7 separate regions of the Mus musculus genome follow, and all the other regions are linked to region 6. The links are chromatin contacts, called in public ChIA-PET, Hi-C, HiChIP or PLAC-seq and promoter capture Hi-C maps. All regions are on one chromosome and are shown on one strand. Each heading gives the region's core, a stretch centred on a gene start, on an enhancer-like site or on the middle of the called end of the contact. The rest is flanking DNA. Distances are from core to core; before and after follow the strand shown. Region 1 overlaps Sdk1 (sidekick cell adhesion molecule 1). Region 2 overlaps Sdk1 (sidekick cell adhesion molecule 1). Region 3 overlaps Card11 (caspase recruitment domain family, member 11). Region 4 overlaps Sdk1 (sidekick cell adhesion molecule 1). Region 5 overlaps Card11 (caspase recruitment domain family, member 11). Region 6 holds the start of Sdk1 (sidekick cell adhesion molecule 1). Region 7 overlaps Sdk1 (sidekick cell adhesion molecule 1).

Evidence for each region. Promoter capture Hi-C pulls out the DNA fragments that hold promoters and counts their contacts. A called contact is a pair of places that touch in the nucleus more often than the background predicts. ChIA-PET counts read pairs in DNA pulled down with a chosen protein or histone mark. HiChIP or PLAC-seq counts read pairs in DNA pulled down with a chosen protein or histone mark.
Region 1: a Hi-C map of olfactory sensory neurons shows a contact between it and region 6, with 3 times the contacts expected there. The contact joins the enhancer-like site here to the promoter of Sdk1 in region 6. A contact is called at or near these places in 11 of 39 promoter capture datasets (cranial neural crest, embryonic stem cells, epiblast stem cells and 5 more), 3 of 484 Hi-C or Micro-C datasets (embryonic fibroblasts, olfactory sensory neurons and uterus), 8 of 115 datasets of contacts at active chromatin or transcription factors (craniofacial prominence, embryonic basal ganglia, embryonic forebrain and 4 more) and 2 of 9 other capture datasets (embryonic stem cells and pancreatic islet).
Region 2: a contact with region 6 is called in an H3K27ac HiChIP or PLAC-seq map of VIP interneurons, with 5 times the contacts expected there. The contact joins the enhancer-like site here to the promoter of Sdk1 in region 6. A contact is called at or near these places in 9 of 39 promoter capture datasets (cranial neural crest, embryonic stem cells, frontonasal cranial neural crest and 5 more), 3 of 484 Hi-C or Micro-C datasets (cerebral cortex, cortical neurons and lens fibers) and 9 of 115 datasets of contacts at active chromatin or transcription factors (VIP interneurons, embryonic basal ganglia, embryonic forebrain and 6 more).
Region 3: a contact with region 6 is called in an RNA polymerase II ChIA-PET map of memory CD8 T cells, with 7 read pairs. The contact joins the enhancer-like site here to the promoter of Sdk1 in region 6. A contact is called at or near these places in 3 of 39 promoter capture datasets (the HPC-7 cell line, pre-B cells and trophoblast stem cells), 1 of 484 Hi-C or Micro-C datasets (CD4 T cells) and 3 of 115 datasets of contacts at active chromatin or transcription factors (embryonic forebrain, large pre-B cells and memory CD8 T cells).
Region 4: a contact with region 6 is called in a promoter capture Hi-C map of hippocampal neurons, with 6 times the contacts expected there. The contact joins the enhancer-like site here to the promoter of Sdk1 in region 6. A contact is called at or near these places in 6 of 39 promoter capture datasets (embryonic stem cells, frontonasal cranial neural crest, hippocampal neurons and 2 more), 7 of 484 Hi-C or Micro-C datasets (the HL-1 cell line, cerebellar granule neurons, cerebellum and 1 more), 7 of 115 datasets of contacts at active chromatin or transcription factors (craniofacial prominence, embryonic basal ganglia, embryonic forebrain and 4 more) and 2 of 9 other capture datasets (adipose tissue and embryonic stem cells).
Region 5: a Hi-C map of cerebral cortex shows a contact between it and region 6, with 5 times the contacts expected there. The contact joins the enhancer-like site here to the promoter of Sdk1 in region 6. A contact is called at or near these places in 5 of 39 promoter capture datasets (cranial neural crest, hippocampal neurons, liver and 2 more), 1 of 484 Hi-C or Micro-C datasets (cerebral cortex), 3 of 115 datasets of contacts at active chromatin or transcription factors (bone marrow-derived macrophages, embryonic hindbrain and embryonic stem cells) and 1 of 9 other capture datasets (macrophages).
Region 7: a contact with region 6 is called in an H3K27ac HiChIP or PLAC-seq map of embryonic stem cells, with 7 times the contacts expected there. The contact joins the enhancer-like site here to the promoter of Sdk1 in region 6. A contact is called at or near these places in 11 of 39 promoter capture datasets (cranial neural crest, embryonic stem cells, frontonasal cranial neural crest and 5 more), 6 of 484 Hi-C or Micro-C datasets (the HL-1 cell line, embryonic stem cells, neurons and 2 more), 8 of 115 datasets of contacts at active chromatin or transcription factors (embryonic forebrain, embryonic hindbrain, embryonic midbrain and 4 more) and 3 of 9 other capture datasets (adipose tissue, embryonic stem cells and pancreatic islet).

What each region holds. Positions count from the first base shown.
Region 1 is chr5:141,523,528-141,527,486 of GRCm38.p6, forward strand. The region is part of intron 1 of Sdk1 (sidekick cell adhesion molecule 1); the gene reads left to right. Among named protein-coding and RNA genes, the nearest start is that of Gm24131, 41 kb to the right of the region's middle. Within about 2 kb of position 1,819, at least 11 of the 459 cell types and tissues checked have an H3K27ac peak or open chromatin away from gene starts, as enhancers often do. A contact at or near this core is called in olfactory sensory neurons, where this site is marked.
Region 2 is chr5:141,618,502-141,622,503 of GRCm38.p6, forward strand. All of the region lies in intron 4 of Sdk1 (sidekick cell adhesion molecule 1), which reads left to right. Among named protein-coding and RNA genes, the nearest start is that of Gm24131, 54 kb to the left of the region's middle. Within about 2 kb of position 1,575, at least 1 of the 459 cell types and tissues checked has an H3K27ac peak or open chromatin away from gene starts, as enhancers often do. A contact at or near this core is called in VIP interneurons, where this site is marked.
Region 3 is chr5:140,946,780-140,950,813 of GRCm38.p6, forward strand. All of the region lies in intron 1 of Card11 (caspase recruitment domain family, member 11), which reads right to left. Among named protein-coding and RNA genes, the nearest start is that of Card11, 52 kb to the right of the region's middle. Within about 2 kb of position 1,447, at least 90 of the 459 cell types and tissues checked have an H3K27ac peak or open chromatin away from gene starts, as enhancers often do. A contact at or near this core is called in memory CD8 T cells, where this site is marked.
Region 4 is chr5:141,695,948-141,700,278 of GRCm38.p6, forward strand. The region is part of intron 4 of Sdk1 (sidekick cell adhesion molecule 1); the gene reads left to right. Among named protein-coding and RNA genes, the nearest start is that of Gm24131, 130 kb to the left of the region's middle. Within about 2 kb of position 2,339, at least 14 of the 459 cell types and tissues checked have an H3K27ac peak or open chromatin away from gene starts, as enhancers often do. A contact at or near this core is called in cerebellar granule neurons, cerebellum and hippocampal neurons, where this site is marked.
Region 5 is chr5:140,888,107-140,892,205 of GRCm38.p6, forward strand. Card11 (caspase recruitment domain family, member 11) reads right to left here. Exons shown (of 25, transcript NM_175362.2): 12 at 2,880-2,962; 13 at 1,863-1,963; 14 at 995-1,047. Among named protein-coding and RNA genes, the nearest start is that of Gm52831, 37 kb to the left of the region's middle. Within about 2 kb of position 2,180, at least 60 of the 459 cell types and tissues checked have an H3K27ac peak or open chromatin away from gene starts, as enhancers often do. A contact at or near this core is called in cerebral cortex, where this site is marked.
Region 6 is chr5:141,239,461-141,243,296 of GRCm38.p6, forward strand. It overlaps Sdk1 (sidekick cell adhesion molecule 1), which reads left to right and starts at 2,074. Exons shown (of 45, transcript NM_177879.5): 1 at 2,074-2,632. The coding sequence starts at 2,389.
Region 7 is chr5:141,578,822-141,582,984 of GRCm38.p6, forward strand. Sdk1 (sidekick cell adhesion molecule 1) reads left to right here. Exons shown (of 45, transcript NM_177879.5): 2 at 3,472-3,631. Among named protein-coding and RNA genes, the nearest start is that of Gm24131, 15 kb to the left of the region's middle. Within about 2 kb of position 1,755, at least 3 of the 459 cell types and tissues checked have an H3K27ac peak or open chromatin away from gene starts, as enhancers often do. A contact at or near this core is called in embryonic stem cells, where this site is marked.

The sequences.
Region 1 (3,959 bases), core at 569-3,068, 280 kb after region 6:
GCATGAGGATCCTCTCTACTCTAGGCTGTGGGCAAAGCATGGAGAGCCCAGACAGTGTTATTGGATGGAGCAAGGATGCATCAGGGGAAGGACTGGGGCATTTATGTACCATGCATGACCAGCAACTGTTCTGGGCTGTTTGTAATCATTCCCACATTCATCATAATGTAATCATGATGTTTAAAGTGATCCTTTTGATAGCTTTTGATTTCAATAGAATTTGACCCTTCGTTATGATAATCCACTCTACTAGAAATTATCAAAATTTATTCAAACTGGGCCTAATGTCTCCTGCCTGCAATCCCAGTACTCAGAAGGTAGAAACAGGAGGTTGCTGGGAGTTTGAGACCATTCTTGGCTACTTTGTGAGTTCAAGGGCAGCCATGGCTACAAAGTGTTATTGTCTCAAGCAACCAACAAACAAAAGGGACTCCAGAGAAACAATACTTGAGAAGAAACATTAAAATAAACAGTAACTTTTGCATGCTATAAATATGTATCTTTCTAAATAAAAATGTACTTCACTCCAAAGTCATTCATTTTTCCCTATCCTATTCAAGGTCACATCAGTAAGTTTGACAGAAGCCTTTTGACAATGGCCATTCAAAGACATAAACTGAATGTTTTAAAATTTTCCAGTTGTTTACGGAATTTATTCTTTACAACTTAAAGCATGGTAGCAGAAGGAAAATCGAAAGTGAGCGCGCTCCTGTTGAAAGCACTTTTCTCTGAGTCGTTTGTAACTCAGATGGTAAGCCTAACTATGACAAATATTTTTATTATTGTAAAAGCAATATGTACACCTGAAACACAACCCCGGTGTAGACAAGCAACCCTCACAAGGATTTTAGAATTGAGTAGCTTGCCGAAATGCTGTCTGGCTTTATAGCTCACCACCACAGGAAGCTTCTGTGTGAACAAAGCCACAGTCTCTGTAAAATAGTTAGCTGTGAGCTTTGTCCACTGTTATCCATCATGGTTGTCTCTGAAGATCCTCAGGGAGTGGGCTTATGTCCATCTCCAGGAAAAAGACCTTTAAGGTCCAAGAATTTTCATGCTTTTTCCTCTTCCTTTTAAGTTTTGATTTAGTGCCAGGACACTTAGAAGTTCAGCCCCATCCATGCCCAGACGTGTTCATTTATCCCGACTCCTTCCCACTCCATCCTTTAGAGTCCTGCACTTGCTTTACCTGGCTAGAGCTCTTCAGTGTCTGCTCAGCTCACTGCACATCTGCTTGGAATTCCTAAAGAGTTTCCAATCATAAACATTTGAACTTCTCATTACAAATGAAGCCGATGCTGCTTTTTTTCTTCTTCTTCTTTTGAAAGAAACACCCAAACAAAACCAAGAGCAAGTGAACTTAGTATGAGCAAGCAGTGAGAGATCTCACAGGGTCAGGGTTATGTTTTGTTAACCCCTCTCTCCCCAGCTCTGGGCACACCGTTCTACACTCAATAAATGTCTCTCGGTGATTGATGTAGAAAGAACTTTAAAAGTCCTGAGCTCTCAGAACTTGGAAGACCTGGGGACGACTGGTATCGGCAGAAGAGAGAAATGGACAGCCCCGGGAGACTAGGGAGGACTTGCACAGTAGCCTGCCACTGCCTGGCTTTGAAGTCTGCCGTTTTATCTTCAGATACTCATTCAGAGGCTGACTTCGCCTTCATATTAGGAATGTTTGTTTTATCACAAAAATTGTTTTAAATGGTATTCATCATAACATAATATGCTTCTTCAGAATGTGCGGAAGGCCTCCAGCTAGCAGATCCCTGGGGGGCCTTGTTTTGCTTCTGAGAAACACAAGTGTCCAACTAATTACTTTCTGTGGAAGCACAGTCTATACGTGGCTGCCATCCAAGTGTACACTCCCCCGACACCTCTCTTCTCTGTCCCTCCCTCCCTCTTCTCACCTTCCTTCCTCCTTCTTCTTCTTCCCTTTCTTTTTCCTCCCTTTTGTCTTTTTCTCTTTTCCGTTCATGGAGACTGGATCAGGGCCAGCATCCTCTGAGCATGCGCCTTACTACCTAGCAACATGCTTGAATTCACCTTAGCTTTTTTTCTTTTTTTTTTTCTTTAAAAACATCTCTGCCTTTGCTGTTTTCCCAGGCTGGGGGTGGGGGCCAGGGAAACATAGTTCCTGAGTCTTCCTTGCCTACTTTTTCTTGTTATACTTCACATCCAGTTTATTTGGAAAAACTTTCATTTGTGTCTGGAGGAGTGTCCTGAATCCTGTCACGTTTGCCCACTGCTTCTACAGCTTGGCTGGTTGTATGCATCGATCAGATTTAAAATGGTGTTCTTGCATCAGGCACGGTCCCTGGAAGCATGCATGCTCCACACACTGCTCTTCTTCTCCACCCCGTGTGACCTCCTTACAGCTGGTCTCACCTTCCTGAGTGGCTGTGCTTCAGGGGGTGGCATTTCTTTCTTTCTTTTAGGATAGGGTTTTCTTCCCTCAGATAGTGGCCAGTTCCCGGGGTTCCCCCATGGATGTTCATCCCAAGTCCCATTCATTCTTGCTGAGCTTCCATTCGCTAGCCCCTGCTCCAGAGCAGCCTCTTTCCTAGTTTGCTTCTTTTCTTCGCACTCACCTAACATGTTTTATTTACATATGGAACATGGCTCCCCCACCCCTAGCCATTGTTGTATCTGTAAGTACAGCGAGAGGGTTCCTAGCATGCAAAATAAACATTCAGGGATCTTTATTTATCTCCATCCCCACTGCTTTCTACTAGTGTCATCTCTTTTCTGTGCACCACACTCTCTTGACTCCCCCTGCCCTCACCCTCATCTTTATGTCTAATTCTAGGCTTTAGGATTGTCCACCAACTCTGTGTTAGAAATTCTACTCCCCTGAATGTCTGTCTGCCATGTAGCTCAGGAAGGAGACTTGTGGAGATAGGATTCTTTCTATCCCAGAGTCTCTCACTCCTCCATGGTGCAGATGTGTTAGCCTGTTACCATAGTAAGCATGGCCAATGGTGGGAATGTTGCAGGACAAATTTTATGGCGATTAATGCTAACCAGGGTGTTTGGTATTTAGTTTTCTAAGTGGTAATCGCTATCATGCATTAAAAAGTACTCAGTCATTCATTTCTGAAACGAGCCTGGGTCCCCACATTTGGATCCAGTGACTTGTCTTACTTTGTTCCTGTGTGGGTTCTACTTGGCTCTCACATTTGCTTCCCTAAGCTTCAGGAGGTACTATCAGATGCCACACTACAAAAGGTCTGTGTTTCCCCTCCACTACATAGTGTCTCCAACAAGCAAGCTGAGTAAGTCTCTCTGGTCATGGATTATTTAGAGGGTTGTAAGTTATGAATATTTTATATTCCTTTCAATGTTTTCTTTTTAAATTCACACTTCCTTCACTTTCTCATTAAAATAAAGTAGACTAGATTAACACACTCAGTTGTGAGTTTATCCACAGTGAACATCTCAGATCTGTGCTGCGCCAGCCTGGAGGTTTGTGACTGTGCTTCAGCTAGGACAGAACATATGTCCATTGGGTGCCTGCCTCTGAGAACCAGCACTCACCTGTAAGATGAGCTGAGCTGTTTGGGAATCTGTGCAACACTTTTGTTAAAAGTTACTCCAAGTGGGATCACACTCCATCTCCCACCATTCAGAATGTACTTTGTAGTTGCCAGAAATAACCTGCTAACCCACTTTGACCCCCTACCTTTAAAAAAGCACCCTCGTTTCTGCTCATCATGGGAAATGCTCAGACATATCATCCCTAAATCTAAAAGCAGGTGCCAAAGTTCAATCCTAGCCAAGAAGGTGACTAGCGAACTCACATTAGCTTTGGGGCAAGTGTGAAAAAGCTAGACACCAGATGTGGGAGCCAGGAACTAAGGGAAGCCTCTGGAGACCCTGGGCCAGAACAGGTAGCTGGAGCTTCTGTGAGCAGAGAAGAGGACACTTGCAGCCTGAGGAGGGCAGCCAAGGGCACTGAG
Region 2 (4,002 bases), core at 325-2,824, 380 kb after region 6:
CCAGGTGACATACAAACAGCCGGGCTCATAATTGTCCACGCTTAAATACTCAGGCATCCATTAACTTATTACCATTTCATTTCCGCTGCTCCAAGAAAGATCTGTTGAAATTAGCACTTGTGTTGGGAGCCACAACTCAGTGCTCGCATGAAGTAGATCTGGTTGTAATAATATTTTTATAGTTAACCGAGCTTTCAAAATAATGTGCTTTAAAAATTTTTATATTATGTTTTATGGGCATTTTGTGACTGTTTATAGAACATATCTATACTTGTGAAGTGAGCCTTACTTAGCATGAGTCAAGCTGGCTAGAATATGGGGGCGCCAGCCCAGGTTCTAGTCTTGAGCAACTTACTTTTCTCCACTTTACCCCACTGGTTCTTGTTCTTAAAACTTAGGAGAGTACAAGGGAAGTGTTTATAAGTCCATTTTCTGTGCTTATATTTGGCGGTGTTGATAGGAAGACTGGAGCCCACGGCCACACCCACTGCCTCTCTCTGCACCTCCCTCCTGTCTTTCTCCTTCTCTTTGTCCCCCTCTCCCTCTTAGCTCTGCTCTTCCCTTCCCTGAGTTCTTAGATACTGAATACCTGCCCAATGCTGAGCACCAGTCTGGTAGGTCAGCGCCAAGAGGAGAGCAAGGCATCAAACGTGCTGCCATTAGTAAGGCGGGCAATGTTCTCACGTGGGAGCAGCATGTAGGAAGGGATGCTAAGGGTGCCCTGACCAAGGAGGGACAATGGAGCTCTGGTCCAGGGAGAGGGCTCCTTGGAATTGAGTATTAATATTTGGGGAGATTCCCTCAGTTGATTATGTGCTTGCTTTGCAAACATGAGGACCAGGGTTCAATTCCCAGAATGCACCTTAAAAACATAAAATAAAAACAAGGCTTGTATCCCTGTGCTGTGAAGGTAGAGACTGGAAGACTCCTGGAGGTCACTGACTGGTCAGCCTAGCCTGCTTGGAGAACTCCAGGCCAGTGAGAAACCCTGACCCAAAGAGCAAGGTAGACAGCTCTTGAGGAACTACACCAAACACAACAAAAATTGTCTGTTGGTCCACACACACCATGCATGCATGAATGTACATCCATTTGTGTACACACACACACACACACACACACACACACACTTATTCAAATAAATGTCAGACACTTTTGAGTTATAATTTGGCTAATATAAAGTACATAGATTTTCAGCCCATGGGTGGGTGAATTTTTGCAACTGTGCCCACCGATTTATTCTCCCCTGTTCAAGTGGAGCAAGCGCCTCGTGCCTTCTCCTCTAGCTCCCCTTCCCAACTAATCTAATTACCATAGACTGCTGATTGTTTCTTATTCTAGACTTTCATATAAATGGAATCATTGAATATGAAATCCTTTGTGTCTGGCTTCATTCATTCAACCTAATTTCTATGATAGTCTCAATATGACATTTAATAATAATAATAATTAGCAATTTTGGAGTTGCCAGGCAGTGTTTTAAGTGTTTTATTTATAATGAGTCATTTAATCCTCACAGCGGCCAGTGAGTGAGGACTGCGATTATCCCAAATTTACTGGTGAGAAGGAAGGCGGGCAGAGGCCAACAGCCAGGCAACGCTGGCACTGTTGGATCGCAGAGTCCCCCACTCTGTGCTGTGCTGGCTCTCAGGATGATGTCTGCAGCTGAGGAGCACCAGCCATGCACAGACCCAAAGGATGGATGCTCGGATGCAGGGAGTAGCTTGATGTGTTTGCGAAAATGCCAGTTATGAGGAAGGAACAGGCAGAGGTAGAGAGGAGACCCCCACGGAAATCCTACAGACCCCAGAATCTGAAAATAAGTAATAATTTCATTATGTATCCAATATAAAGTCCTTAGAAGAGGAACACTCCTTTGTTTTGAAAAAAAATGAATGTGGCAAAATCTATATAACATGAAATTTAGTATTTTAACCACTTTTTGTTCATGTGCCTTTATATGGTATATGTGTATCTGATGTATGTGCACATGTGTGAGGATACATGGGTAGCAGCCAAGGAGGATGCTGTGAATCCTATCACTCTCTGCTTATTCCCTTATTTCCAGCATCTCGCACTGAGCATGGAGCTAGGCTGACAGCTAGCAAAGCTGCAGCAATCTTCCTGCCTCCACCCCCACCAGCACTGAGGTGGTTACAGTTGTTCCTGTGGCCTTGCCCAGCTTTTTTCCATAGGTGCTGAGATTTTTCTGCTTCATGGTATTGTCACGGTGTGAATGGTTGGGTTGCTATTGTAGTGTGTGAGTGTTGTGTGAATACACCAGCTTCTGTATGATTGACACTCTGTCGATAGATATCTGGGTTGTATCCGGATTGGGGCCATTATGAGTACAGCCACTGTGAGCACTCTTGCATGAGGTTTTCTGTGAATGGGAGACTCACTTTTTCTGGAGCAGACACCCCAGAGCTAGTTGCGTGTTCCGTTTTTGGTTTTGTTGTTAAGGTGACAGCAGCCTCTCTCGCAGCCTGACTGTTCCATTTCATATTGACACCAGTGGTGTGTGCACAGTTACTTTCGCTGCTCCCCCTCTGACACCACAGCACATGCAGACTTACTTAATCTGCTGGTGTACAGTGTTGCTTCCGTTTTAGGTTTACTTTGTCCATTCTGAGAAATGTCTGATGGTGTCTCATTGGTGGTTTTTCTCTCCTCACTGAGCTTTTAATTTTCGTCTCCCTCAGTGGTGAGTGATGTTGAACACCCCTTCATGTGCTAATTAAAAAAAAAAAGCCAAACTCCTTGCAGTGCAAAATGTTTTCATTTATTTTAAAAGTCAACCGAAGGAGTGGAAAAGTAGCCTCTATGCAGCTAAGCTGAGAGAGATGATTGTTCTGGTAAATCTGAGGCAAACACTCAGATTAAGTGCAGAGATACAACTATGGAAACTGTGTAAGGGAGCTTGTATGAGATAGAAAGGTGGGGGTGCTCAGTCAATGTGTAGGAAATTCCAGAGGGAACAGAGAGTGAGGGTGACCTTGGGAGAGATCGCCACAGTGATCATTCCCGGAACGAATGCCCTTCAGAGTCAAAATGTCAAATAAGCTTCAAGAGGGAGCCATGCGAGTCAGCCTGGGCATAGCCTGGGTTAGCTGCCGAGCTTCAGAGCCAGAGGTCTTACAAGCAGCCCTATTTGGAATAGAGCCACTATGAGAAGCAAACTGCTCACGGTAACAGAGGAGACAAGGGCTAACACTTCCAGGGGCCAACTGACTCTGTGATGCGATAGCTCTGTGGAGTGACAAGCAGCCTTCACAGGTAAGGGGCAGGGGGGATGTCTTAAAGACATGACGTTGCCCAAAGACTTAAGACCAAGTGTGAGGATGAATACTGAACTTGAAGGAAGTATGCCATCAGAAATGTCTGTCTTACCTTTAATATTGTCTCTAAGCTAGAAAATGGATAATCATTTAAAGTACATATGTAACGATGCAGTGAGGATAGCAAGTTGAGATGACTTTGGGGCCCTTTATTGTGAATGCTTCAGAGAGCAACAGGTATCCACAGTGGGTACAGCCAAGGCAGGGGACTTGGTCATTTTGTTTTGATGTAGTGTGGTATATGTGTGCTGTGATGTATGCAGAGACATGCATACATGTGTGCTGGATGTCCTGCTTTGTCAGTCTCTGTTTTGTTCTCTTGCTTGTTTGTTTGGTTGATTGGTTTCTTTGCTAGGTCCTCCTGTTTCCATCCTCTCTAGTTCTGGGCTTGTGTGCAGTCACACCTGGGGTGGTTGTATTGCTCTCACCCAGCCTGCCTCTTGAGGTCTGTGCTTTAAAACCCTGCTGTGTGGTGAGAGGTGACTGAGATGGCCCCCTGCTGTGTGGTGAGAAGTGACTAAGATAGCCCCTGCTTTGTGTGGTGAGAGGTGGCTGAGATGGCCCCGAGGAGTCTTGTTCTCTTACAGACTGCCGGACAGTGTGGCAGAGGGTTGCCTTATAGACATTGTTGGATCAGATTGTGGGTTCTACCTCAAAGTGGACG
Region 3 (4,034 bases), core at 197-2,696, 290 kb before region 6:
TGTATGTATGTATGTATGTATGTATGTATGTGTGTATTTGTGTGTTTATGTGTGTGTGTGTGTGTTGTGTGTGAAAGTTGAAGGATAACCTCAGTGTCACTGACATACTGCAGGTGTCTTCCTTTGAGACAGGGTCTCTTATTGTTCTGGATTTCACCAAGGAAGCATGCTACTTGGTCATTAAGTCCCAGGGATCCTCCTGCCTCAGCCTCTCATCTTGTCTGACGTTCCTTTTCAAAGCGAATCTTGGGATCGAGGTTGGGTCCTCATCCTTAAAAGACAAATGCTTTGCCTTCTCAGTCACCTCCTCTGCCCCTTCCAAGCCTTTTCAAGGTGCATTTCCCAAGACATCTCATAGACTTCCAGTCTAGAGTCAAACATTCTGGTGACCTTCAGTGGCTTCTAAGGGGAGGCCATCTTTGGGGTCCCCAGGTTTGTTCAAGGCTTCTGGGAGAAGTGGCTCACCCTGCACATGCCTGATATGACTCTCAAGTGCAGGTTTCCCAGGGTAGCCTGGGGCATTTTGCTGGACAGCACCCCACTCCTCTCCTCATGTGCACACGCATAAGCAACCCCATGGGAACCAGCTGACAGCACTGGGGGTGGCGGGAAAGAATCCTTCCCCAGCAGAGAGGGTCGCCTTTCTGCGGGGCCACAGGCTGAAAGCAGACATGACATACTTCATCTAGCTCCCCCCAGAGAAGGCTGCGAACATCTCCAGCTTTCCAGAAAACACACTTCAAGCACTAACCCCACTCCTCAACTGTGACAGTGTGCTCAGTTAGAAGAAACAAGGAACCCACGTGTGACAACAGAAGAAACAGGTACATATTGCTCCCATGGAACCTCGGGGTTCGTGGAGAGCCTTCCATGGGCCAGTTCTGGGCTCTGCACAAGCCCAGCCTAGTGTGATGTAGGGTCCCTTGCAGCCCAGAATACACATCCAGTTTAGGAGATGACAAAGTAAGGGATGCCTGTCATCCCAATACTGGGGCAGGAAGAGGCAGGAGGATTTCTGGTCATCTTGGGCCACACAGAGTCCCTATCATAAAAGCCTTAGGGCTAGGGATGTGTGTAGCTCAGTGGTAGACAGCTTGCCTGGACACATAAAAGACCCTAGGCTTCATCCCAAGCACCAAGGTAAAAAGCGTGAAGGGACATGTTTGAAGGCCCCGAGCACACCCACACAGACAAGAGCAGAAGGACCAGGTGTGGAGAGTATTCACACCAGCAGGCCCGGGACACAGACAGCTTCGGCAGCTCTGCTTATGCAGGCCACAGAGGGATTGTGGGAGGTGTACTCATGGGCTTCTACACCAGCCGTATCCTGGGCTTGGCAGGGGCATCTGTCCAGGAGTCTCTCAAATTCCCTGTCCTCTGCTGTGGGGAGCAAGGCACCCGGAAAGTGCTGACGCTGGCAGGCTGCCACAGCCTCCCCCGGAAGCCCACATGGGTGCCGCACTCTGAGGAGGCTACAACTATTTTTAGCAGGTGCAGAGGGAGGCGGTGGTGGGCTGCACACTTCTCCTTTTGCTTTATTCTGAGCAGAACCTGAAGACGGATGTGGTGGTACACATTGTCATCCTAGCTGCTAAGAAGCTAAGGCATGAGGATGGCAAGCGTGAGGCTAGCCTGGGCTATAGTATGAGAATCTGTCCCCACAACAGAAAGAGACAAAACTAAGCCAGGCACTTGGCAGGCAGGCGCTTATAATCCTAGTGCTGGAGCTGAGGGTGGGGCTGGGGGCGGGACACATCCTCATACTTCACTGGCTAGACAGCCCAGCTAACCAGTGACCTCCAAGGTCAGCAGAGGGCTGGGGAGAGGGCTTAGCAAGTAAAGATGCTGGGCACACAAGCCAGAGGACCTGAGTTTGATCACTAGCACCAACACACATGGAAGGAGAGAACACCGAGTGGTCCTCGGACCTCCACAGGAGGACTGTGACACAAGTCCACATACATTATGCAACAGATACACACACACACACACACACACACACACACACACACACACACACACACACATCATAACACACATCACAGACACACACATCATACACACATCATACACACATCATAGACACTTCACAGACACAGATCACACATCATACACACACATTACAGACAGATACATCATACACATACAATTACAGACATACAGACATATACATCACACACACATCATACACACATATCATACACACACATCATACACACACATCAAGACACACACATCATACTCACACATCATACACACACATATCAGACACACACATAACACACACACACATCATACACACACATCACAGACACACACATCCCATTACATATCACATACACATTATATACACAGCACAGAAACACATATCATAACACACATCACAGAAACATAGACATACACACACATTGCATCGAATATCAACACACACAGATATACATCATACACACACATCACAGCCACACAGCCACACACACACACCAAAAGAAAAAAGAACACAGAGTAGGAATGATCTATGGAGATGCTTGACATTAGCCTCAGCTCTTGACACCCACACACCGCACACACTTGCTTACATACCAGTGTGCATGTAGAAATTAACATGCACACACACACATGTGCTACATACACATTGCACACATGGTTTTAAAAAGTAATAAAAAGGAAGAAAAACACAGTAAACCCCCAAACACCAGCTGCTTAAGATTGCCTACGTGGAGTCTGTGGGTGATTTGAGCTCCTGGGTAAGAACAAGGCTCAGACCAGCGCACAGAGACCTGGGGTGCAGAGCGCAGAGAGCCAGGGTGCAGGAGCCATGGGTGGCAGAAGGGGTGCCCAGGAGCCTCTCTTCCCCAGCATCCTTGATGGCACCCCCCTGTGCAACTGGCTCCTGCTGCCATGCCAGATCCTCACCCAGGAGATCAAGAGCTCCACCTGGGAGGTAACGGGGGCCTGGCATTCCAGAAAAAAAGCATCTGTCTGCAGGTACATGAGGTAGTCTGTTCTTGTCTCTTGACTTTGCTGTTAGTGAACACAGAGCCCCAGTATGATCCCTACCACATCCTAGCACTCACTGGGTAGGCATCGTAGGTTGCTCCTCTCTGTTACCAAGCAGTGGCTTGCTCAGGTTACTCATTGGTTCTCCTGCCAGTGGGCATTTGGGGTTACTGTTGGACTGGAAAACTCTTACGTGAGTCTTCAAGTAAACCGGTGTCATTTCCAGTGGGCATGTCAATCACAGAATGGATGTTGGCTAACTTTAGAGCATCTTTGTTGCTTGGAGTGTCAGGTTCTGGAAACTCAGGCCTTCCCTGAATGGGTGGTAACACGGGGATCTTGATCCTGTAGGGCCTCACTTCCCACTTGCTCTCAACCTTTCCCTCCATACAGACCTCTCATTTGGGGGTTGTGAGTTGAATGTGAAATGTCCCCCACAGGACTGTATGTTTTTGTACTTTATCCCCAGGTGGTGGCGCTATTGTGGAGCCTTTAGGAAGTAAAGCTTTGCTGGAGAAAGTGAGCCACTGAGGCTGGGCTTTGAGATTTTAAAGCCTCACCCCATTCCCTCTTCATTTCTGACTGTCTGCAAAGATCAGCCCCTTCATCCCTGCTACCGTGTCTTCTTCACCCTGTCTTCCTTGCCATGATGCACTGTATCCCATCAAACTGTAAGCCTAAATAAACCTTCCCTACTATGTTTCTCCTTTGCAGGTAGTTTGGTGATAGTGAAGAGAAAAGTAACAGACATTGGATGGTGTCTTTTCCTAAATTAATGCCCACATAGAATATAACCTCATTTGGCAATGAGTGCTTTGCAGACATTATTATGATGAAGTCACACTGGACCTACAACCAGTGACTGTTAGAATAGGAAATGACACAGATCCAGAGAAGGGAAATGAAGACAGGGGCAGAGACCGATCAGGAGCCATCACCAGATGGAAGTGGGAGCTGGGGATCTGACAGAGTGCAGAAGAGCATTTTAGGACCTCAGCCTGGATTCTCAGAACTCACACAAACCCAGGCATGGTTGT
Region 4 (4,331 bases), core at 1,089-3,588, 460 kb after region 6:
CACATGCACATGTGTGCACAAGTATGTGCGTGCAGGCCAGGGGTAAGCATAGTTGTCTTCCTCTATTTTCCTGGGATGGAATCTCCCCAGTTCAGGTGACTGCAGATGGATGAGCCTCAGGGATCCCCTATTATCTTTTCCTCCCAGTGCCAGGTTTGCAGAGGTGCCACAGTAGTGCCCAGCTGTGGTGGTTTGAATATGCTTGGCCCAAGGAGTGGCACTATTAGGAGGTGTGGCCTTGTTAGAGTGGGTGTGGCCCTTATTGGAGGAAGTGTCATCATGGGTGTGGGCTTTAAGATCCTTATCCTAGCTGCCTGGAACCTAGTCTTTTCCTAGCAGCCTTCAGATGAAGATGTAGAATTCTCAGCTCTTCCTGCACCATGCCTGCCTGGATGCTGCCATGCTTCTGCCTTGATGATAATGGACTGACTTCTGAACCTGTGAGCCAGCCCCAATTTAAAATGTCCTTCTAAGATTTGCCTTGGCCATGGTGTCTGTTCACAGCAGTAAAACCTTAACTAAGACACCGGCCTTTTATGTGAGTGTTGGAGATTGCATTTAGGTCTTCACATTTGCACAGCAAATACATTAACCACCTTCCTAGCCCTAACTCTCCCTCTTGCTTGTCCAGAGACACGACAGGTCACCAGAGGGGAAGCATCAGGGCTGTTTTAGGTCTTTTTCTATGTGTATTCACAGCCTGCACATGCATGTGCTGTTCTAAACAGCCCAGGGATGTCAGGGGTTTTACAAACTGTCTCTTCCCTACTCTTGCCAAGAATGGCTTCCTTTTCAGACGTCATGGGAAGACACTTGTTAGCTCTGACCAGTACGGCTCTGTGGGAAGCTATGGTGTTGAACAATTGTCACTGATTGTTTGCAACAAACTCCCTAGAGGCTGAACCTTTTTGCACTAAGTAAGCTCTGATTTGGGTCAAATAAAGGCAAACCCAGAGAGTGGAACTTTCCCAGAGAGCCTCTCAACAGGTCAGAGAGTAGCAATTCCTTCCTGGCCTCGGCAGTGGCTTTCGGCCTGTTGGCTTTCACAGCCTCCGTGGTTTTAAGAATTTTTTTTTTTTAAAAATAGGTAGTTTTATACCAAGAAAGGAGCTATGGAATGGGGCCAGTAAAACCACCTGTGACCTGCTGTTTTAGTAGAATTCCTGTCTGTCTTGAATGAGCAGTGAGTACTCAGATTGGTGTAAGATTTTGATTAATTTCCAGACTTTTGAAAATGTTGACTTTTTCTGGAGTTCTCAGTGATGGCATGGGGCGCTCATTCTTAGAAGGCATGACCCCACCTTTTCTAGCCCCTTTCTTTGAAGAGACTTTAACAGTGCAATCAGGTGGGCAGGTAAAGGGTCACTTTGTACAGGAGGAGGCTTGTAGGCTTGTGATCTGTGGTGGATAAGCCTGGGTCTACCTTAGGAATGGATGGAGTGAAGGGTCCAGCGTCACCTCCCTCTGAAACTGTCACCTGAACACCTACTCACACTGGCTGCATCCTTCTTAATGATAGGAGACAGGAGGGATGGCTAGAGGCACTTTCATATTGTAAATATAAAGATACACATATGCCCCATATTATAGGAAGGAATCGACACACATATGTTACCAGCACATACACACTGTTGGCTTGCTCTGAGTTAACCCCTCCCAGACCAGGTGCCCTGGAGGAGTACAAGGTTGACAAGAGCAGGCACTAACTGGATTCAGGCACTGTGTGCATGCCTGACATGCAGACGGAACGAAGAGGACCAGGGCTGGCAGCAGGTGCACAGACACTACAAGTCTCAGAAACCCGCTGACCTCCTGAGGGGATGAACAGCTCTGAGGTGGTTGACTGCCTGCCCTCCCCTCCTTCATAGAACCTGTCTTAGTCAGGGTTTCTATTCCTGCACAAACATCATGACCAAGAAGCAAGTTGGGGAGGAAAGGGTTTATTCGGCTTACACTTCCATACTGCTGTTCATCACCAAGGAAGTCAGGACTAGAACTAAAGCAGGTCAGGAAGCAGGAGCTGATGCAGAGCCATGGAGGGATGTTCTTTACTGGCTTGCTTCCCCTGGCTTGCTCAGCCTGCTCTCTTATAGAACCCAAGACTACCAGCCCTGAGATGGTCCCACCCACAAGGGGTCTTTCCCCCTTGATCACTAATTGAGAAAATGCCTTACAGTTGTATCTCATGGAGGCATTTCCTCAACTGAAGCTCCTTTCTCTGTGATAACTCCAGCTGTGTCAAGTTGACACATAAAACCAGCCAGTACAGAACCCATCACTGATGACAAGATGTAGGTAGATATTTTAGATGCCAACCCATCATCCTGTCAGATGGCTGACTCTCTGAACAAAGTGAAGATCTAAAGGTTCAGTTCCTCTACAAGGGACAAGAAAGAAGCAGCCCTGAACTCCAGTTGCATTATGTGCTAAGAGGAAGGTTAAGGACTGGCTAGGCTTCTCCCCACCACCTACCCAGGATCTAATGGCTGGAGTATTTGAGGCACCAGCCTGAGGCTCAAGTGTACCCAGGATCTAATGGCTGGAGTATTTGAGGCACCAGCCTGAGGCTCAAGTGCAGCCAGCACTTCAGGAAGCCCTTGGCTGTCTCCCTTGCTGGCGCTGAAGCACAGGCCTGCTATCATCAGCCCTGTCAACCCAGCTCTGGGGCTGTTCCCTGCCTTCACTCTGCTCCCTGCAGTCACAGTGTGGGAACCAGCACCCCGCTGGCACTGCCATATGTCTGCAAAGCTTATTTTAGCTATCCTAATCAAGAAATGATTAAAACAATCGGTTTATTTAAATGGCTCTGTATTTTATCTATGTTATTCTTGAATATTGGATTCATATTAAATAAGTTTGTCCTAATTAACTTGAATATTGCAGATCTGTGCTTTTTGAACTCAACATGCAGATTTATGTAAATTACATAAAGCTTTCAAGCTAAGAGTCTGGCCTTTTCTTTTCCAGTCCCTTCACTGGCTCACCAAAGAGGACTATGAAGGCCTGGGATGGGTGCCCTCCTGGGCTCCCCTTTAATTTTTCAGCGAATGGATGACCCCTCATCTGGAATGCTGAGAGATGGATGCATTTTGGACATCAGAGTGGTCTAGCTTTTGCAGTGTCCATATCGATCTTAAGGGCTGAGCCTCCCTACCCAGAAAATCTAAAACTCCAAAATGCTTTAAGATCTGAAACCTTTTGATTGTCATCTTGGTGTTTGAATTTTTTTTTCAGGTGTTTAAACATCTTTGAATCAGAATTATCAGATTCGGAGCACTTGGCCTGTATTGTAAAAACAAAACAAAACAAAACAAAGAAAAATAATGATTGACTTCTGGAAAGACAGAGGGGGAAAGAAGGGGGAGGGAGGGAGGGAGGGAGGGAGGGAGGGAGGAAGGGAGGGAGAGAGAGAATCAATACTAACATCTACTTCTCTTAGCTATACTATTGACACTCTGTGTGTGTGTGTGTGTGTGTGTGTGTGTGTGTGTGTGTGTGTGTGATAGCATTCATTGTGTTTGCACAGATGTGGAAGCCAGAGGACAACTTCAGGTTGTCATCCAGGTTCTCTCATTGACCAATTAGATAAGGCCCCAGGGCCAGCCTGAGTCCACCTCCCCAGTGCTAACAAGAGTAACTGGCAGACTTATAAAAGTACTCGAATATCAGACTCCAGTCATTGTGTTGGCAAAGCAAATACTTTACAACTAAGCATCTCTGAGGGTTTCCTTTATTTATTTATTTATTTATTTATTTATTTATTTATTTATTTATTTTAAATTATGCATCTGTGCATGTGTCCGGGGACAGGGGAGTATGCTCATGTGAGTATCGGTGCTGGTGAATCTAGAAAAGGGTATTGGATATCATGGAGCCCAGGGAAAGGGTAATTCCTCCTGTTAGCAGCCTGAGTCAGATGCTGAGAGCTGAGCTGGACTAGGGTTCAGCCCTGACTACTCTGCCTGAGTCCTCCTTCCTTGGCGTACGATGTTTCTCTTTCAGCATCTGTGACATAAAAGAAGGAATATGGGAGTGTCCCACTCAGTAAGTAGATGGATTTCAGCTGAAAACAATTGAGAGAAAGAAAATGTGGGGCGAGTTCTCTGCCCTGTACTTGGCCACTGACAACACACCATGGTCCCCTGGAGAAGGCTTCCTCCTGACCTCACTTTACCTACAGAGAACCCAGAAAAGGCTACCAGCCCTATTACTGAGATGGGCTGCCACTGTGAGCCGGCGCTGGCACCTCCTCCTGATGGCCCCAGCTGCCATTAACCTCTCCCTGGGCTTCGGTCTTTCTCTTGTTTCCTACTTGGAGAGAGGTACAAAGT
Region 5 (4,099 bases), core at 930-3,429, 350 kb before region 6:
AAAACTCTCTTGGCTCCTTTCATTACCCAGCCTCCATTAGGTGCTAACCCCTCTTTAACACTTGATAGCTAGTGATGGTCCCCGATTATGGAGGATCGCTAATCTTTCCATCTTATCTGCTGGTGGCCTCTGCTAGTCAGGGGCACAGACGGGGCTGGGGAGAACTGGAATGTCTATGTGTGTGCTGGCAGGGTGTGTCTGCAGGATGCTGAGCCTAACCTTCCAGCAGGATAGGGGTCTGGTGACACCCGGGGCCTGGGCCCATCTCCAGGTTCTCCTCCCTCTCAGTGATCCAGCCCGCCATATGCCTTGGGTTCATGGCACTGACACCACAGTCTCTGTCAACAGGGATGGTGGGACTGGGACCGAGTAGGGATCCCTGACTGGGAGGGGCAGGTCATTGGGACCATACATGTATTCTGTATCTCTGAAGTCTGGGCCCTCATTTCTGGCTTTCCATACAGCCTGCGTATGACTGAGAGTGTGTCAGTGTCCCCAATGTGGTTATTTGAGAACCATGTCCTAAATTTAGTCCTGATCTCCACCTCCAATTTCATGTAGCCCAGGATGGCCTCTAATTCTCTAAATAGTGGAAGATGATCTTGAACTTCACATACACCCCTGCCCCCCCCCCAAGTGCTAGGATCACAGGAGTGTGCCATCAAGCCCACTGAGCCACACCCCAACCCCTCACTGGGGGAGTCTAGGCAGGGGCTCTACCACTGAGCCACACCCCAGCCTCTCACAGGAGTGGGGTCATTGGGGGAAATCACTTTACGGATGAGCCACATTCCGAGTCTTATAATTATTATTTTAGATCCATGGCTTTGCTTATTCTTCAGTTGAGTGGCTGGCTCTGCCTATAAACCACAGAGCCAGCTTAGTCTCTGGCTCGAGTCTACGATCAGACTTCCTCCCATGCTTTCCTTCTGAGTCCTTTTGGGGCAGACCCTGCCCTCCGGGGTTCCTTCGGGCCTGGCAGATACATACATACCGTCAAGGTCTAAGGCATCAAACCCACAGCTATCGTTGTCTTCTTCCACCGTGCTGTAAGAAACAAGCCCGGGGGGAGGGGGGGCGGTGAGACGACACTGGCGTGAATGTGTGCTTCAGGAGAACAAGGTAGGGGAAACTTCTAGAATGTTTTGGCTTTCCTTCGGGCCTTGGTTCTAAGAGGCCATCATGGGAGGGGATGGGGGAATGAGGAGGGTGGGATGAAGCGAGGAGTAGGTGAGGAAGAGGAAGTAAGGAAGTAGGAAGGCTGCCCTGGTGGCCTGTAGAGACCGCATCTCAGCCGAGGAGGAGGCAAAAGGAGCAGGGAGTGTGTGTGTTTGAGGGCGTGGCGCAGGTGGAGCTAGACATGGTGGGTACTGACCAATAATCGCAGTACTCGAGAGGCAGAAGCAGGGAGATCGCCCGTGAGAGGCCAGCCTGGGGTATAAATTTCCCAGAGAGCCAAGAAGACTGCTTTTCACACCACACACATTTGCTCCCTACGCATGTTCAGATGACTCTGAGGCCGCAGAGCGCCCTCTAGGCAGGAGTTGGTGGGATTAGCCCTTGGCTGGCCACAGTGGTGTAGGTGGGTCTGTGAGACTTCTGTAAGGTCCCTGAACATGGGTCTAAGCTGTTCAGAAGGGTGCGCCCCCTGGGGGACCGAGCCGGTATTCTCCACAGGTCAGTGTGGACCAGGCTTATGAAGAGGGTGGTTCCCCAACTCCAAGCCTCAACTTCCCCATGTGGAGTGGGCCCTCCCTCGCCTTTCTTTCTAACGTTGTTGAGAGGTTTAAGGAGTTCATACCAATATGGTATGGAGACAGGGTCAGTCACCTAGCCAAGGCCTCCAGCTGCCACTCACTCACCTCCGGTGTGGCGCATCTTCCTTACAGCGTCTGACTATGGAGTCATTTCCCGGGGGCTCTGCCGTGATTGACATGATGCTGCTGCGGCTCCGATGGGGTTGCTGTGAATGCGGCACAGCTGTGTTACCGGATATTTATCTGCGATGCCTCGGCGGGCATAAATATTATATACACGGGAACTAAATTTAACTTGGGATGTTCCCACCCTTCCCTGGGAAGCATGGGCTGAGCAAGCTGGTCCTCAGTATGACCTTGGCTGGAGGAGGCTGGGCTCAGCCCAGGGCAGTCAGAGGAGCTTGGCACACAGCTGCTTCCACAGCTGCTCGCCGGGAGAAGCAGACGGAAACCGCTGAGCTGGGGAGGCAGAGCCGAGGCCTCATGACCCTGCACAGACTGGGTTCTGTGCCTCACAGCTGCGGGCTCTGCCTTGGAAAGGGTGGGTGTGGAGAGGGGTGCTTTGCAGAGGGGTAGGGGAGAGGTGGGACGGTGGATGGAACAGGACCTTGGATTTGGCACGGGAGCTGGTACCAGACCGTTGTTGTACATTCATTACCAAATTTCTACCTCCCTCAGGGTCTGATTTGAGAAGCTGAGCTGACATTTTTCCCAGGGCACCCCTCAGGCTTAGAATTTCTAATCTTGTGCCTTCTGTGGGTTACAAATAGATAGCTGGATGTAACAGAAGGCTGGGACCCTACCTAGCTCTGTACAGGAGTGGGGGTACGCCCTCTCCTGCTGCTCCATCAACCCCTGCCTTGCCCAAAGCCTCCCAGGACAATGGCCGGGGTTGCATAGGGCTGTGAAGTTGCAGAGTTGGTCCTGTTTCCCACCGGCCCTTAGGAGGCCCGCCTCCTCCTCCCACCAAGTGTTAAATTGGGAATGGAGGCAGCAGGAAGGTGTGAATACATTGCTGGGCTGGGGAAAGGAAAACTTCTTTAAATAAACATCAGCGAGGCCCCAGGCTCAGCCCGGGGACTCTGAAGGTGTGTAAGTGGAGTGGAAATTACGGCAGCTCACCATCTTGGAGAAAGAGCTGGTGACAGGCAGCGAGCGGGAGGAACTGGGGCTGCCGTCTGTGAAATCCTCTTCGTGCCCCTTGACTGTCCTCATCAGAGCCGCGGGCCCAGAAAACAGAGGAGAGAGAAAAGGGAGGGGGGAGCGGGAGGGGGAGGGGAGTTAAAACCTCTACTTGGGGTTCTCCTGACATGGGTGGGCAGGGGACTGTTCTGTCCCCTGTGGAAACCCAGGAAGCAACATTAGTAAAGTCCCTGCTTCTCCTTCGCGTGCAGGTGGCGCTATTTTTCTGTTCTTCAGGATAGCATATCCTGCCCCAAGCCAGGCCGGTTAAGGGCGGCTCCAGTCAAGACTAAACCATGTCACCTGTCTTTGAGGACTCATGGAGGGGGTCCCCCCCCCATTCCCACCTCCACCCAATGAAGAAGCATTGGGTAGGTAGGGAAAACGCATGCCCATCTTCCCCATCATCAAACCTTTCCCTGCTCGACAAGGTGGGCTGACGGCAGAGCACAGCCAAAAGAGGGACAAGCTCGTCACTTCCTTAGCAAAGCCCCCCATGTTGTCTCTTGCTCTTCAGGGGCTCTCAACTTTTGTGTGACCGACCTGCCACCTACAAGGCTCCTGTCCTCCAAGGTGCCAGGACCTGTCTGTGTGTGCACAGCCGTGTAGACTCCGGTGCCCATTATGTATGCTCTGTGAGGGAAGCCTTGCGTTATACTTCCACCACTAGATCCTCACAGTAGGCAGCCTGCCAGGCTTCGTTAACAGTGACGAAAAGCACAGCTCTTAGTTGGTTAGCATCCTTCTGTTTCCTTTTGGGTGTTTAATCTGTATGTCACAGGCCCCAGGATCTTTGCACATCACATTTGGATAAAGAATGTCACTGAGACACCTAACATAGCTGCAAGGGAGCTCAACCAGGTGTCAGACTTCAGGTCTGTACTATTCTTCCCTACCCTCCCTAAAGTCACTATAGTAGACTGGAGCTGAGGCAGTCAGAATGGACCTCTGGGTTTTGTGACTCCTGTCTGTCCGGGGTCTCACTTTTAATACTCTTTTTTTGTACCCCAAACTTCCCAGATCCACCCCACACTTTCTGCTCCTCTCTTTGTAAGTCTATGGACTTAAATTCATCCAGTTTCCAGACTCAGTTTAAGTGAATGTCCCAATTTTGTTTCAATTGCTTCCTGGGGGTGTCCCTGGGCACTTTCCATCTTCTT
Region 6 (3,836 bases), core at 824-3,323:
CCCATTGGTGCCCTTGTCATAAGGGTATAAAGATAGATATTATAGGTAATAGGGAAAGCTGAGCTACAGGAAACTGGTGGAGCAAGGGTGTTTCTTGACAAGCACTGCCACAGGGGACCAGGGGAAGGGAGAAGGCCAGGGAGAGCGATGAGCTCTTACTGAGTGCGGATTAGGTCATTTTCTTGCAACAGACTTGTGAGATGGGAGTTAGTCCCAACTTTTTTTCCAGAAACTTAATCAGCAGTTTGCCCAAATTTCACAACTTGGAAGAGCAGCGCTAGCCCACCAGGTCAGATAAAACTGCTTCGCAGGTACATACTCAACCTCGCCCTGCCCCTGCCCCCACTCCACCCTCCATCTCTGAGCAAGGCAGGGGTGCTTAAAGGAGGAGAGGGCAAGATTTGCACCCTTGACCTTAGAGGTCACTTCACGTTTGTAAACACCAGTGACAGCAGTTTGGTGGGGGAGGTGATGCTGCCTGGACCCTCCCAGAGTCCAGTGTCCCCGCGTCGTGCCCCACCCCCTAGCACAGCAGACATTGCTCATTTATCGTTCTCTTGGCATTTACATAAGCCTGTAAGCTTGTAGAAATCCACATAGTTGGCAACAGAAATTTACAAATACCACCTTCCTCCACTCCTGCCAGAATCCACTTGTTCTCGGGGTGCCATCGCTGAGGGGACACTTCTTTTACCTAGCAACCATTGCCCATTTAGAAGCCCTGCCTCCCCCCGCACCCCCCCTCCCCCGCCCCAGAGAACAGTGAATATTTTAGATGCAGTTTTTATTCCTTTGCTTTTTCATAGCATGTGTAGGAAAGGGCAAAAGGCAGAGACTGGGTCTTCAGATAGAGCTCATAACCCACCAATTTTATCTGGGCGTCAGTTTCCCCACTTTTCCTTAACTGTTAACACAGGCAGATGTGTCAAGAGGCAGCTCAGTACAGGGACTCTGCAAACAGGAATTAGCGCTAACTCACGAGTCTCAGCCCCTTGCCTGGGGCTTTTTGTTAGCAGGGACAATCATCAATCACAAGTACTTGTAAGCTGACACAACACACTTCCTAGGGAGCCAGCCCCTGGCAGGGCACACTCGCTGTCTCTTTGGCCTTCTAGTCATATATGACCTCACTCAAACTCCATCACAAGCTCTCCGATAACTCCTAAAAACGCAAGACTGGACTGTTACCCGCCTCTCTCTCCAGTTTCCCTCTCACAAAAGTCCCAGCCTCTAGGCTCCAGCGTGCTTAGTTCACCCTATAAACTCAGCTAATGGTTACCACATGCTGCTGAGGGTCCGCGCCCATCCCGACCTCTCCACCCCTGCAGACTCCCCAGGCCCTGGGATGTCCGATCCTTGACGCTGCAGGTCCTTCCTCCAAATCCTCCCACGCACAGCGGGAAGTACCCTGTACTGTGGTCCTGCTGGCCACGCATGACCTTGGACACTTCTTCCAAAGCCATGTCCACTCCTCAGAATAGGTTGCGTCTTTGCGCCCCACGGTGCTTCTGATTGCTGGGAATTGAAAACTCGATCGCGCGCCTTTCTCCTTTGCAATGACAGCAACTTGGCTCGGAACCACCCCAGCATCAGAGTCCCTGGCTGGAAGCAGGAAGGCTCCCGGGACGCATGGAGGGGCGTGCCCACTGGCCCTCCGATCCCTAGTCCCTCGGGCTCAGTAGGGACTGCGGTGCCAGGGGGCCGCCACACCTGGTGTCGTCCCACCCGCGGGACGTGCAGCTCAGCCCCTGGGGTCTCCCGGCAAGGGAGCAGGCACCGCCCCGCCTGAGCACGCCCCGCAGACAAGCCCGCCGGGGAAGCGCGTGCCGAGACGGCGCGCCGGCTGCAATCCCCGCCGCGGGTCCCTAGGGGGCGCAGCGGGCGCGGGAAGTCGCTCTGGGCCCGGGCACGAAATTGCAAGCGGGCGGGCGCGGCGAGTTTGAAAACAAGCGAGCGCCGTGGGGGCGGGTCCCAGGCGCGAGAGCCGCCGGGCTCGGCCAATCAGATGCGGGTGGCGGGCGCGGGCGGCGCGTGCGGCCGGGCTGTGAATGGGGCGCGGCGGTCGCGGCGGCCGAGGCGAGAGCCGGCGCGCGGGCGGGCGCACTTTCTCCTCAGCGCCGGGCGGGGGCGGCGGCGGCAGAGGCGGCGGCAGAGGCGTTCTGCTCAGCTCCCCTCACAGAGCGCTGCGGGGCCGGCGCTGTGCGGCTGCGAGGAGCGGGGGCGACGTGCTGGGCATTTCCTCGCTCGCTGACAACTTCTCCTCGACCCGGCTCGCTGCTCATCGGAGCCCGGACGCCGCCCCTCGGCGCTCGCCGCTGCCTCAGCGGGTCTGCGCGCTCCCGCCCGCCCTGCCCGTCCCGCGGCGCCCGGGGGTGGCGGCTCCGCGGCATGGCCCGCGCCCGGCCCTCGGTGGCGGGCGGCGGAGTCGCGGCGCCCCCTGAGCGAGCGGGGCCCGGGCGGCCGCGGAGGAGCCGGACCGGTCACCACTGCGACCCCGAGTGCCCAGGGCTGCGCGCAGCGCCCAGGACCCCCGGGCCGGGCGCGGGCCGGCGGGCGGCAAAGTTGAGGCCGGGCCGCGGGTGGTGGGCGCTGCTGTTGCTCCAGCTGCACTTGCTGCGGGCGCTGGCGCAAGGTAGGTGCGGGCCTGACCGCCGAGACACCCCCGAGGTGGACTTTGTGGGTGCCTCCCGGGGTGGGCTTTAGGGGTGCGCAGTCCCGGGGTGGACTCCTGAAGCGCGCGCCGCCAGAGGTGACACCCCAGGGGTGGACTTTGTGGGCTCCACCTGGTCTGTATTATGAGTGGACATCTCTGAGGTGACTTTGCAAGTGGACACCTATGGGCTGGGCTTCAGGGGTGCACAATCTTGGGGTGACAACCCGCAGTGTACTTTGTGGGTGCTACCTGGGATAGACTATGTTGTGAGTGGGTATATCTGGGCTGAGTTTCAGGGCTGTGTAGTCTTAGGGTCACACCTTTGGGATGTACTATATGAGTGGAAACCCCTGAGGTGACTTTGCAAGTAATATACTTCTGGGCTGAGGTTTAGGGGTACACAATCTTGGGTGACACCTTTGGGTGAATTTTGTGGGCACCACTTGGTATGCATTATGACTGGACATCTCTGAGGTGACTTTGCAAGTGGACACCTATGAGCTGAGCTTGAGGGGTGACACCCTGTGGTATACTTTGTGGGCACCATCTGGGATGGGCTATGTTATGAGTGGATACCTTTGGACTGAGTTTCAGGGCTGCAAAGTCTTGGGGTGACACCTTTGGGGTGAACTATATTAGGGGTGGACATCACTGAGGTGACTTTGCAGGTAGATACCTCAGGGCTGAGCTATAGAGAGTTACACAGTCTTGGGGTGACACCTCTGGGGTGAACTATGGATGCATACCCCTTGGCTGGGCTGTGGAGGTGCACACTGGAGTCTTGGAGTGGGCATCACCTGGGATAGACTGTATTAGGATTGAACATCCCTGGGGTGGACTTTAGAGATGGACACATCTGGGCTAGGCCTTGGGAGCATGAAATTTTAGAATTCACACTCCTGGGATAGACTGAGTGATCATTTCCTAGATTATATGAATACACATGGTGGATTTTAAGGTTGACACTCCTGTGGGGGTATATTCAGCTTTGAGTGGGCTAGGGATAGATATCTTTGGGGTGTACATTGGGGATGGATAGATAGTATTGGAGTAGACAACCCTGAGCGGATCCCTGGGTGCTCACACTTTGGATGGATTCTATAGATGAGTGCTGTATTGAATGAGCATCTTTGGGGTGGACTCTTGGGGTGCGCGCCACCTGGGGTGGATTCCCTGAGGTAGA
Region 7 (4,163 bases), core at 505-3,004, 340 kb after region 6:
AGGCATGCGTGTAGGACACTGGAACCCTATGAAGTGGCATTTCTTTTTCTATTGTTAAAGAGAGAGCAAATGGCAGGCCATTAATAAAGCCTGCGGCTCAGTGAACCCCAAGGCACAGAGTTATATCTATTGCAATTCGGCTTTATTACACTGTTTGGGTCATAGGAGTGGACGATTTGGGCTGAAGTACATAGCAGAAAGGGAAATTGGACACACAGTTGACAATCAGGACCTGAGGATTCAGTTAAAAAGCGGCTCAGAGCGAAAGCATGTGGGACTCTCCCAATAGGACCTGGATTAGTGGCTCCTGCTGACACTGAGTGGCATATGTCATTACAGCACCTTACTGTTGGCTGTTTATAGTCCCGCATGAGATCCAGATCAGACCCACTGAAGGGAAAGTGACAACGTCTTAGTCTCTTCCTATTCCCAATGCTGATTGCAGGGTCTATCCCATAGGATAAACGCATATTTGTGTGTTTGTTTATTTGTGGTTATAGGGATTGAAGACAGAACTGGTGCGTGTGAGGAAAGCACTCTGCCACTGAGTCACGCCCCAGCCTCTCACTGGGGGATTCTAGGCAGGGGCTCTACCACTGAGCCACACCCCTAGCCCCTCACTGGAGGATTCTAGGCAGGGGCTCTACCACTGAGCCATACCCCCAGCCCCTCACTGGGGGATTCTGGGCAGCGGCTCCACCACTGAGCCATCCCTAACCCTTTTACTATAGGATTTGCCCTTCACTAGGGAATTATAGACAAGCACTGTACTACTGAGCCACATCTCCAGTTATGTCTATAGACAGACACAGCGTTGCTGAACTATATCTCCAATTCACTCAGTGCGTGTTTATTGTAAAGCATGCAGGCCGGAAACCCATCAATTCCTCTATAAGTCCCCTGTCTCTCACTGCCATGACCAGTTCCTCACTAACCTCTCCTTACTGTTCCTTTCCATCTCTTCCACCATAACGTGCTGTCCGTGTTGTGCTTAGTCGGCTGATGTATTTTATTCAACATCTACTTTGTTCTGCATCCTTTTAGTAAGACAGGAGAAATTACAAGATGTAACCTGTAAACGCTTTCATTTCACTCTGATGTGAGTAAAATGAATATATGTTGCGATATATCTCCAACCCAAATATGCCCCAGCAAAGAAAACAGGACACAGTTAATATGAATACATGCTGTGCACCCAGCTTGGGCAGATCTACTGCTACACTACCATCTATGTACCATTATGTATCATCTACTACCCATTATGAGACCCCTAGAACTTGCTGTTTCCCCAGTCCATGTGCTTCTGCTCCACTTTTCTTCTTCTTCTTCCTCTTCCTCTGCTTCCTCTCCCTCTTCCATTTTCTCCTTCCTCTCTCCCCCACCTTCTGCTCCACCTTCCCTTTTATCTGCCCAATCGTCAGCTCTCCTTTATTTTACAAATTAAGGTGGGAAGCAGGTTTACCGGAAATCACCTGAGTGCTGACTCATTCCTTGTTCACATCCACTCACGGGAGAATGGAATTACCATCAAATATAATTAGACCCAGGGCTATCCACTACAAATATCTAGTTTGTAAGACAGGTCAGCAGGAGGGGTTCTGGGAGTTAACCTGTGTCTTAGGTATGGTTTCTACTGCTGTGATAAAACGCCATGACCAAAAGCAACTTGGGGAAGAAAGGTTTTACTCAGCCTACTGGTTCTGACCATAGTCCATTGTCAGGGGATGGCAGGGCAGGTACTCAATGCAGGAGGGAACCTGGAGGCAGAAACTAAAGTAGAGGCCGTAGAGGAAGACTGCTCGCTCGGTGGCTTGCCCCTCCTGGCTTTCTCAGTCTGCTTTCCTATACAATCCAGGACCACCTGCCTGGAGACGGTACCACCTCCATTGAGCTGGGCCTTCCCACATCAGTTGTTAATCAAGAAAATGCCACACAGGCTTACATACATTCAATCTGATAGAGGTGCTTTCTCAGCTGACGCTCCTCTTACCAGATAACTCTAGCTCTGTCAAATTAACAATAGCAACAACAACCACAACCACCACAACCACCTACCAGGACAGCCTGGATGAGGATAAGTATTCCGCCAAGAGTGTAGGAAGGCACAGAGTAAAGAGCCTGTGGTAGGAGAGCGCTCTGCTCTGCCCCGTGGAAGTGTGTGTAGATGTCCGCTGTGCAGTGGGCCTTGTGAGATCTTAGCAGAAGAGTCACAAGTCCCTTTCCGTTCATTTTATTGATGTGGAAACAAACCTGTGTGTTCTGATCAAGGTCATAGATCTAATTAGTGATGGCACTTGAGCTAGTCACCAAATGTGCTGTATCCATGTTTTAAAAAGTGTTAGTGCATCTGTGCAAAATCTGTAAGTTATATGAATAATCCTCTGAATTGTCACAAGTGAGCATGCTCATCACATCAGTAGACTTTGGTCTTCCCTAAAGCTTCCCTCTGTCTCCCCTGAGTGCGTGTGTGAAATGAACACTAGATTGTGAGCTTGTCATTCCTTTGTTTAATATAGTCCCTTCCTAAAACAAAGCAATCTACAAGTTATATGAAGAAGTATGGCTTTTATAAACTTGAACTTTACTTTGAAAGCAGGTTTTTCATTAGTGGCTGGGGGTAGGGAAATGGTTCAGTGGATAAAGTGCTCACCACACAGATGTGAAAACTTGAGTTCAGCTCCTTAGGCCCTACATAAACTCTAGGCAGTAGTGACGCCTGCCTTTAGTCCCAGCACACAGTAGATGGAGACAGAAGGTCTCCATGGAGAGAAGGTATTTGCTTAGCAGAGTCACTCAATTCTGCATTCATGGAAGCTACCATGCCTCAATGAATAAGGTGGTTAGCCACTGAGGAAGGCATCTGATACCTACCAAGAATGATCAAAGAAGACATCTAATATGTACCTCATATACCTTCATGCATGCACACCCTCACACGTGAAAATAACAAAATAAAAACATAAAAATAAAGACAATGGGGCCAGGAGGTGGTGTCATACACCTTTAATCCCAGCACTCAGAGGGTAGAGGCAGGTAGGTCTCTGTGAGTCTGAGGGCAGCGCAGTCTACAGAGTGAGTTCCAGGACATCCAGGGCTGTTACACAGGAAACCTTGTCACAACAAACAAGCAAAACAATGAAATCAGTGTCTTGCATGATCCAGAACATTCTGGTGTATCCCTTTAATAGTCTGGTATTAGTTCTAAATAGGAAGGACCCACGTGAACATATCTGGTGCTTTCTGGACCTTTCGGTATTTTGGAGACTCTCATAGGCTGTTGCTTTTTCCTGGTGTATCAGGAATTATTTGCTACTTCACTGGGCTACATAGCCTTCATGTCTGCTGTTGAAAATTAGACCAGTTCATGTAATTGATTAATTGTTTAGATGGATTTATTGGTTGGATTGGGTTATTTTCATCTCAGCGTCATTAAAGGTTCTTTGTTCTTTCTGTTTTCTTTCAATATCTCAGATGACGTTGCACCGTATTTCAAAACGGAGCCGGGCCTGCCACAGATCCACCTGGAAGGGAACCGCCTGGTGCTCACCTGCCTGGCTGAAGGGAGCTGGCCTCTGGAATTCAAGTGGATACGGAACGACAGTGAGCTTACCACCTACAGCAGCGAATATAAGTAATTGATGGCTTGAAAATAAGATTGCGAGGTTATAGCTGAACCCCTGGCCTTGTAGGACCTGGTGACACAAGGGTGGTGCTGGGTCAAGTCCCCGTGCCCTGAGGGTGAGAGGCGAGGTGTGTGGTTAGAAGGGGGCTTGTTCCGGAAGGCCTTTTCACCTTGGAGTCCACCACTCTGCTTGCTAGAGAACGGGCGCCGTCTGGTGAAACACACGCATGGATAGGAATCCTCGAAGCACTTTAATGGGACAAATTTGCTACTTTTAGTGACAACCTCACCTACAAGTTTTGTTTGTACCTAACTGGTCCACGCATTTCGTGTAGATGTGTAGCTTAGGGGCCTCCAGAAGTCATGCTGTTAAAATCCTCTTTAGCTGCCTTTTCCAACTTTTCTGGGAGAGTCGGGGTGAGCATCACTTCATTATTCAGCAAGAAACCCAGTGAATAAAGAGAACCTACTATGCACTGGCCATCACGCCAGGTACAGGCGTATGATGAGAAACTTGGTGAGCTCTGAGCCCAGTGTGCGG